2 separate regions of the Astyanax mexicanus genome follow, and region 2 is linked to region 1. Evidence: chromatin contacts called from public Hi-C data. All regions are on one chromosome and are shown on one strand. The core of a region is the stretch at or near the end of the contact, and the rest is flanking DNA. Distances in the headings are between cores, read along the strand shown. Region 1 holds the start of adam9 (ADAM metallopeptidase domain 9). Region 2 overlaps adam9 (ADAM metallopeptidase domain 9).

The links. Hi-C and Micro-C count contacts between places; a contact is called where the count stands out from the background.
Region 2: a contact with region 1 is called in a Hi-C map of muscle, with 16 times the contacts expected there. The contact joins the enhancer-like site here to the promoter of adam9 in region 1. A contact is called at or near these places in 2 of 3 Hi-C or Micro-C datasets (both in muscle).

Annotation. Positions count from the first base shown.
Region 1 is chr12:30,333,895-30,338,527 of AstMex3_surface, reverse strand. adam9 (ADAM metallopeptidase domain 9) reads right to left here and starts at 2,154. Exons shown (of 22, transcript XM_015604366.3): 1 at 1,725-2,154. The coding sequence starts at 1,806. nudt18 (nudix (nucleoside diphosphate linked moiety X)-type motif 18) reads left to right here and starts at 4,009. Exons shown (of 4, transcript XM_007229348.4): 1 at 4,009-4,226; 2 at 4,363-4,612. The coding sequence starts at 4,454.
Region 2 is chr12:30,377,225-30,381,793 of AstMex3_surface, reverse strand. adam9 (ADAM metallopeptidase domain 9) reads right to left here. Exons shown (of 22, transcript XM_015604366.3): 10 at 4,542-4,569; 11 at 4,276-4,409; 12 at 3,978-4,149; 13 at 2,811-2,903; 14 at 2,467-2,662; 15 at 477-582. Among protein-coding and RNA genes, the nearest start is that of ogdha, 15 kb to the left of the region's middle. Within about 2 kb of position 2,498, the one cell type or tissue checked has an H3K27ac peak away from gene starts, as active enhancers do.

The sequences.
Region 1 (4,633 bases), core at 905-3,404:
TTCCCTATTCTCTGAAAAACACTGGTGATAAGGTTGTAGACCCCTGTTCATCCACCATTTCTTAAATTTCTTCTTAAATTAAGGAGTTTAATAGTGAGTTTGTCCCAGTTTGCTGCAATAACAGCCAGTATTCTTTTAGGAAGGCTTTACAATAGATCCTGAACCTCTGAGAGGATCAGTGATGTTGTTGGATGATCAGTTTTGCCACTTCATTTATACAAATAGCAATGGAAGGAGCTCCATCAGAGCAGATCACCACAAAATGCAGATCCACTGCTTCACAATGCTGATGTTGCTTGGCATATGACATGGAGAATTTCCCATTTTATTTGCAAAGCATTTAAGTAGAGCAAGTTCACGAATTAGAACACCGTCAGTATTCTTTTCGACATACAGCTCTGGAAAAAAAATAAGAGAGCACAGTTTCTGAATCAGTTTCTCTGATTTTGCTATTTATAGGTATATGTTTGAGTAAAATGAACATTGTTGTTTTATTCTATAAACTACGGACAACATTTCTCCCAAATTTCAAGTAAAAATATTGTCATTGTCAGAAAAGGAGAAATGGCTGAAATAAGACCTCCAATAATGCAAAGAAAATAAGATTATATTCATAAAGTTTTGAGAGTTCAGAAATCAATATTTGGTGGAATAACCCTGGTTTTTAATGACAGTTTTCAAGCACCTTGGCATGTTCTCCTCAACCTCTTACACACTGCTTTTGGATAACTTTATGCCACCTCTGGTGCAAAAGTTCAAGCAGTTCAGCTTGGTTTGATGGCTTGTGATCACCCATTTTCCTCTTGGTTATATTCCAGAGGTTTTTAATGTGATAAAATCAAAGAAACTTGTCATTTTAAGTGGCCTGTTAGTCTTGTTGTAAAAATAAAAAATAACACTGAGACACATTGGGTTGAATCTGTTGGTCTGGCCCTCCAAAACAGTTTCAGTGTATTTTATGGCCCCTTGGAAAAATTAATGACCACCCCTGGTCTCTCTTATATTACAACAAATTATCAATACTTTACAAAAAAATGAAATACAGGATATGTGTGTCCTTAGTCTATGTGTAGTCTCACTATGCAGACATTGAGCATTAACACACATAAGCTTTTACAGAGCACCTGTAAGCTTCTTAAACGTGTAGGTTAGATAGTTGCTATTCCTACAGTCAGAGATAGCACAAGTCTGTGTGTAGACTAGACGTGATCCTGCTTACAGTAAAAACATCTCTACCATACAAAAGACTAAATGGTCAAATATATTTAAATATATAAAAATGTACAAACAAACCTAAAAAGCAATTTTCCCAATTTGTTCTCTCTCTCTTTTTTGTCTTGGTAAAGGTATTTCCAGTCTTCAAAATGTTACTGTTAACGTAGCTAGTTAACAGTTAACTATCCTAGATATATAAAGTGTCCCAAACTTTTAGTTTAATACAAATTAAAATAACAGCTTAATATTCTTAAGTTTTTACTAAAAAATGTTTCAGAAAGATGGAACAGAAATAAAACCTCGTCATAATAACAAAAACACTGATTTCTGCAAACTGTAACAGTGTTGAGAAGGTTCAACTTCGAATGTTCCGTTCCACCTTAAAAAGCGCTATAGTAACGGTCTGGCGCCTTGACGCGAGGCTGTGTAAAACTGCTGCACTATTTAAGGTGGACCGGAAACTTGTAAAAAGCCGACATGGAGCTCCCCAGTGTTTACTGTTTACTTACCTTCGCTGCAGTCCCAAAGCTGGAAGAGCATAAACAGGACACACGCTGCCTGAATGCGAAGAGAAGACTGTAAAACAGCCATTATTTCTCCAAAATAATTCGGTGAATTGAGGATTTTTAACAGTCAGTTTCTGGTAGCTTTTCCTTATCCAGGCGTCGCCTTCCCAGCAATGGCAAAGAGCCCGCTGGACTCCACATAACGCTCCTATCAGGAGGTAAAAAATTAAAACAGCCGTAAAGAACTTCAGCTACCTGCTCATTTTCATCTCCGCTCTGCCTCTTTCAGTTAAAGCTTGCTGAGATAAGCATGTTCCTCCACACAGGCGACTGTTTTCAAAGTAATCCTCTCAGAAATGGGACTGCTGGCTTATCCGACAGAAAGCTTGTAGACTCATGAGGGTCGGACGTGAATTTGCAATGAAGCCCAGACCGACGACAGAGGTCGACAATGGGAACATCTCATTTAACAATGCCCTCTACACAAAGTGGCTCCCTACGCCCTAATCCCTACTCTCAGTACTGAGTGAATGTGTGGTTTTAAAATACAGTTATGAAAAAAAAAGAGACCACTTCAGTTTCTAAATCCGCTATTTATAGGTATATATCTGAGTAAAATTAACATTGTTGTTTGATTCTACAAAACTATGCACAACATTTCCCCCAAATTCCAAATAAAAATATTGTAATTTAGAGCATTTATTTGCAAAACATAAGAAATGGCTGAAATAACAAAAAAGATGCAGAGCTTTTTGACCTCAAATAATGCAAAGAAAATAAACTTATACTCATATTCAAGCTTTAAGAGTTCAGAAATCAATATTTGGTAGAATAACCCTTGTTTTTTCCACCAGTCTTATACACTGCCTTTGGATGACTTTATTCCACTCCTGGTGCAAATATTCAAGCAGTTTGATGGCTTTTGATCATTCACCTTCCTCTTGATTATATTCCAGAGGTTTACAATTTGGTAAAATCAAAGAAATGTATCATTTTTAAGTGGCCTCTTTTTTATTTACAGAGCTGTTTGTAAATATCACGATGCTTACTGTATTGCAATATATTAAATCATAACTGCAATGACACCTATTGTATCTCTAGGTTTTTGCTAATACACAGTCATAAAGATTATTGTACATGAATACCACCAAAATTTTCTAATTTTCCAGTGAAAAACAGGGATTTTTTTCTCAGTACCTTTAAGAGTTAGGGCTGTTTCAATAACAGCAACTGCAATATGCTACTGATACTTCTACTGGATACTTTGCTGTTTATAAGTTTGTTTTGATTACATTAACTGAACATACTTGTTTTTTGTTGGTAAAAGAAAAACACAGATACATAAAAGAAAAAAAAACAATATATAGGATGTTTGTGTTACCTAAACTACTTGTAAAGAAATCATGTCGTAAATTTATGAGCTCAAAAGATGTAAGAACCAAGCTTCCTAAGTGAACCTGAATGCAACATTAGACTGTTACTAATATTTATACTTAACAGTTCATGGATTTTCATGGGCAATCAAATACCTGACTGGCTGATAATTATGTGATTGCATGGAATTGGACATTAATGTAGAAAATACAGCTTAGGCTAACTTTTGAGGGTGACTGACTTCAGATGATCATTGGTTGAATATTTGCTGGTTCTTCGTCAAACAGATATTTAGCTGGACCAGGCAAAAATATCACTGGTTTAAATATGTTCAGGTAGTTGAGCAGTTGAATTCCACTACTGTAGCCAACAATAACTGGAACATCATTTAGGTGGTCTACCATGTGTCCACAAGGACACTACACCAATAACTTCACATTTACCTATCAATGTAAATGCATCAAATAAGGCTCTAAATGTATCAGAAGCTGCAAATAAGGATCCAACTACACTCCCATACAGTGTAAATGTAAGTTTCTCTAAATAAGAGTGTCTGTCAAATCCTTTAAGGTATTATCAGTTACACTTTTACTTCAGCTTGTTAACTATCTAGGGAACTACACGCCAATTTGACATGCACCCATCGGTGTCCCTAACATTTTTTTTTACTTCTCTAACGCAGTTTTGGTACAAAACTCCTGGGCTCGTTAAGTATAAGTACAGATAAATGCATTTTAACCCATGTCCACAAGCGTTATAGTTAACGCTACAGTTGTGTTTGCGTTTCTGCGGTAAGATCTCGAAAAGCTAGTATGACTAGGTTTCTTCGCCCCAGTTTGTTTGGGAAAGTAGGGGTGTACTCAAAACTATGTAAAATTGCATCTAGCGGTTCGATATTAGATCCGTCTTATAACTTTGCTAAAGCGTTGTTTCTGTTTAGCAACAGTAGTTAATCTCTATTATCAGTATTATTTTCCGATATTGAGTACGTATTTTTATCCCAAAATGAAAATAAGTCATAAAGTATGTGCGTTGTTTAAAACAAGTTGGTCATTTAACCCCGGTCCCTTACTCTTACAGCCAATAGCATTGCAGCTAGCAGCGCTTTGCGTACAGGCAGGCTTGTTGTGGGTACGTATACACAGCTATGCGCATTTCGCTTTTTATGGTTAACATTTTGATAACAATTTGCTGATATAACTTTTAATTCGTAATAAAAGCGATATAACATATATTTTATGCTCTTGTTTTTTTTATCGGCGAGCAGAACTGGCCGGTGGTTGAGGCATTAGCTCAGCACGGCGCTGAACCAAAGTGAAACTGAATTGGCTGTAGTTGGCGGTGTCCCAATCAGCAATATGGGCTCTGAGGGACTTGAAGAAGAAACCGTGGAGAAGATCCTGAACGGTGAAGGACTGGAGGTCACAGAATATGACTGGACCCCCGAGGAGCCGAAGCCTGTCACCCTTAGGTCGAATGTTTGTTATATTGTTGCTGCAGTCATCTTCAATGCCAAGGTAATGTGGGCTCATTCTTTA
Region 2 (4,569 bases), core at 1,249-3,748, 43 kb before region 1:
TTTCCAGTGTGAGCTTGAACGAAGCCAGAAATTATTGTGTTAGATTTTATTATTGTCATTTTAGAACAATTTTATGCTACAGATATAATGATAATATAATTGCATAATAATGCAGTTACAGCCATTTTAAAGTGTAATAAATAGCAAATGTATATTAGAATATTGAGACAGTGGAATGTATTTAGGAATATATGTTTTTATTTCCTAAATAAATACAACAGAAATAATAATCATAAAAATGTTTAGAACTGCCATACTGGCTCAATGATGTTGGGCTCTCATTGCTATAAAAAACAATAGACATTATGAAAAAGATGGGATAAGATACTAAAAAAAGGACGTGGTAAAAAAAAAAGTGGTAACAAGACATTCTTTTTTAGTAATTTACAGCTATGAAAATGACAGAAATCTACAATAACAGTACTTGTATTACTCTGTAATGTAATGAGATGTAATGAGGTTTTGTTCTACTGTACCTGCTCTCACATCTCTTAAAGCCATAGCTTTGGTAGCCACAGTTTCCAAAGCGGTCACCTTTCGAATTGACATCCTTAAAGCAAGCCTCAGGAGCAACCCTCGCCTCTGTTTGTCAGAGAAAATCCAAATTTAAGAAACATTATTTCTGCTTAAAGATTAACATTTCCAAAGCTATAACTGCTGTTAAAGCCAAGTTCCACCAGACATTCTTTCAGTAAGGGTCACCCTGATCTTATCTTAGCTTCATACATGAGGCAGTCTTGAGGAATCTGCAGTTATTACAAGAAGCAGCAGATGGCGCAGCTGAGTCTTATACTACAGGGCTGGAAGTCCACAATGATCTGTTTGTATGCATCCTACAACTCACAATTGAGATAAAAAGCTCGGGTCTATTGTGCAAGGAAGACAATTGACATTTTGAGAGGTCCAAAGTAGGATTGTGGCACAGAGATCATGGGTAACACAACTGCCTTTATTGCATTTCCTATGGATGAGAGTGTTTATTTAAAGGGCATGAAAACCTCTGAATTGTTATGTTCTTTTCAATATGGGAATTACTTTCTTAAAAATAAAGGTACTACAAAGTGTTCTTTAAGTGATGTCTTAGAAAAAACACCTTTGGTTTGATAAAAAAAGCATATGAGTGTTGATAACCTTTACATTTGAAACTTTACATTAAAGCCCTATCTGAACAGAATTAGTATCTCAGGGGTTCCTGCGGTAATTTTCTCTTTCACCGGTGTCCACTATGAGTTTATTCCCATCCAGAACGACCATATAAGTGTTCTTCTCAGATGTCCTCTGAGAAAATTACAGCTTGAATTACCTACTGTTTTTCGCTGACCAGTTTTAAAGTTTAAAGATCTAAGAAATATTGTTGTTAAATATTGTTAAAAAGTATTTTTTTAGTATGAAACTTCTTTTACTTTCCCTATGTAGTCTAATCAACATATAATATAAAAATGGTTCATGCAACCACCCCCTGCAAAAACAAAAAATATAACAAAATTACAATGTTATGTAAAACTATTGTGTTATATATGTTGCTCTTTCAAAATTGACATTTTCACGGAAATCCACGTAAACACAATGGCGAGTAGAAATGGAGGAGCTACTGAATGCGATGTCATGTGACCTAGAAAGCAAAAAAACCTCACTGGTCCTCCTGTTTTTTTATCACTGAGTAGAAGTGTGAAATATTTTTCACAGACGTCCCCCTGAGTAGCTAATCCCATCCAAAGAGGGCTTAAGTCAAATTTATTTAAAGCTTTTAAAGGTTCTATATACTCACCCATATGGCAGTGTATTGGCAAGAACCATACAATATATATGTATATGAATAATTATACATGGGTTATGATTCGATATATTGTGATACATTACGATACTGTAAGCAAGGTAATATATCGCCATATTTTTTAACCCAGTTTTGGAAAAAATCTATACACTTCTCTATAGTGAGAATGTGTAATCGCAGTAAGAATGTGAAACAAATCTTTTATGAATCTGGTAAAGATAAATCTTTATAATCCTTTATAAATCTGGTAATTTTAACTCATTTCTCTTTTTCTTTTAGTGTGCCAGCGCTCCTCAATTCTAATACTGTGTTTCTTTGGTTTAACGATGTGATAATGAGCAGATGAAGACTTGAGTTTGCCATTCTAATACCACTTTATTCACAGCAGCTCTTGTATCAGCACCATTAGCAGCACTAAGGTTTCTAGAATGAAAATATGTATTTATGGGAATAAATCATTGATTACAAATTAATACTGTGTTCTTAAGAACCGTTACACTATTGCACTTACACTAATTGAAACACCGCTATATTACACACCTCTACTGTAGAATCAAAGATGGTTCTTCTATGGCATCACTCAAAGAACTGGCATCACTCTTCATAGCACCTTTATTTTTTAGAATGTAGGCCAGTGTGCATACAATAGCATCAGTATAATAAGGACAAATTGTGTTGCAGGTTGTACTCACTGGGTCCGAATATGGCCTGGCACTGGGTGTCGTAGTGCTGGCACTGGCCGTTGTAGCAGTAGGCCTGGTCCTGTTTGCATGGATGGCCGTTCTGTTTAAAAACGTCACTCTGACACAGAGATGAAGACCCGTTACAATACTCAGCCAGATCACACTCATCTGTACTGCTCCTGCACACAGTGCCACCAGGAAGAAACTGACAGAAAAAGAGAGATGGAGAGAAAGAGAGAGAAATAAAACATGCATTTTTGACATTTTTAATTTTTTTGGGCATCTGTCAGTTATTGATGGAAGTTGACAGTAAATATATATTTTATATACACTCATGTAAATAATGTGACTACCCTGCAGTGTTTGCAGCAGACTCCGAAGGCACACTCTGCTCCAGCTCGAAGCTTACAAGTCTTGGGCTCACAGCAGGGATCCTTCCTACACTCCTGCAACACACACACACACACACACACACACACACGCACAGATTTATCAACATTCCTTTTCCTACAATAAATCTACACACACTCTCACTACATGAAAAGCCTATTTTTTGTGCTTTGCACTGAAACGCTCAACTCCCCCTACTAATAATCCCATAGTCACATACAGTATGAGTATGCATGGTGTGTAGTTTTCACAGTCTGAGAGTAGTAACTGTGGCTTGATTTTCATGATAAACGTAAAGTGATATTAATCCACAATTTATCTGCAGTGTATGTCATTTTTACAGTCTAAATACCCTATTTTAGTGATTGATAGGCGAGCTATCAATCACATACAGCACAGTTTGATTTACGGTGTTTCATTGTGTCCTTGGTATCATGAGTATGCCACGTAAACACACATGGGCATGAACTAATTTTCTTAATTAATCATGAATGTCTTTGGGGCAAAACATGAAAAAAACTAATCAGCACCTCTCTTTAAGAGTTAGGTGCATTCTGACCCTTGGCAGATTGGTATTCACAGTGTAGCACTCCTGTGCTTCTCAGCAGAGGAAAATGACTTGCTTGTTCACGTCCTTTGGCATACATATATTCATAAGTGTCTTTGCTATTTAAACGATGCAGGCGCAAGGCATGAACATAGACTATTGACGGGGTATAAGATAACAATGAGCATCGCAACGTGCCTTCCACAGGGTGTAAGACAGGGCCCTAAATGTAATAATTTTGGATTAATCTGGTAAAAAAAAAAAAAAATTAAGTAAACGTAAAGTCAGTATGAATCTAAATATGTTCAGGTTTTCAGTCTGGAAAAAAAATGTTATTAAACCCTGACAGTAATAAATGTGTAATGTAACCCAGTATAAATCTACTATATAGGACTAAAACACAAATATTTTGAGCTGATCATTTTCTTAATGGTCACACATGTCAGAACTATATGAAACTGGCTCTAATTCAAAAGGAAAAAAAAACTGTGCCAAATAAGGCTAAACAAACAAAACAAATGTGATATTTGTGTCTCCTAAACTTTGCAATTTTGACACAGCATTGTGTTATGAGTGGACTCACTTCCTCAGAGCCACAGTCGCACTCTTCTCCCACGTCCACCAGCTTGTTGCCACAGAAGGGGGCACTGTATGCCTCGTCTGGACGTGGGATGTTCAGCAGGCATCTCCCACCAGCATTTAGAATCATCTTCTCGAAATCATCCGCGCTGCAGCTACTGAAGTTCTGAGAGCCACTGAGAGAAGAGAAAAGCCATGTTGACACAGGACACAATATGAAAACGTATTTCATTAAGAGATTCTGTCAATATTAATAGTAATAGTTAACATGACTATAACTATTAAAACAAACTTCCACTCACGTTGCCCCTGAGTTCATGATGCAGTTGCCCACGTCACATTTGCATGATCGCCCGTCATCGTGGTTCATCCCCAGGTTGTGCCCCAGCTCATGAGCCACGATAGAGGCGAATGACATCACGTTTTTATTGGTGAACTAAAAAAAATACACAGAGAAGAAAAAACAAAACAAATGGCCACTATTATTCAGAGTATTAAAGTGGATCATCCAACAGATGAAGCTCCTGGCAACAATATGCAAAGGGATGAAATCAGCTGAGAAACAAACCGCATTGATCCCGCCCCCATGACTCCTT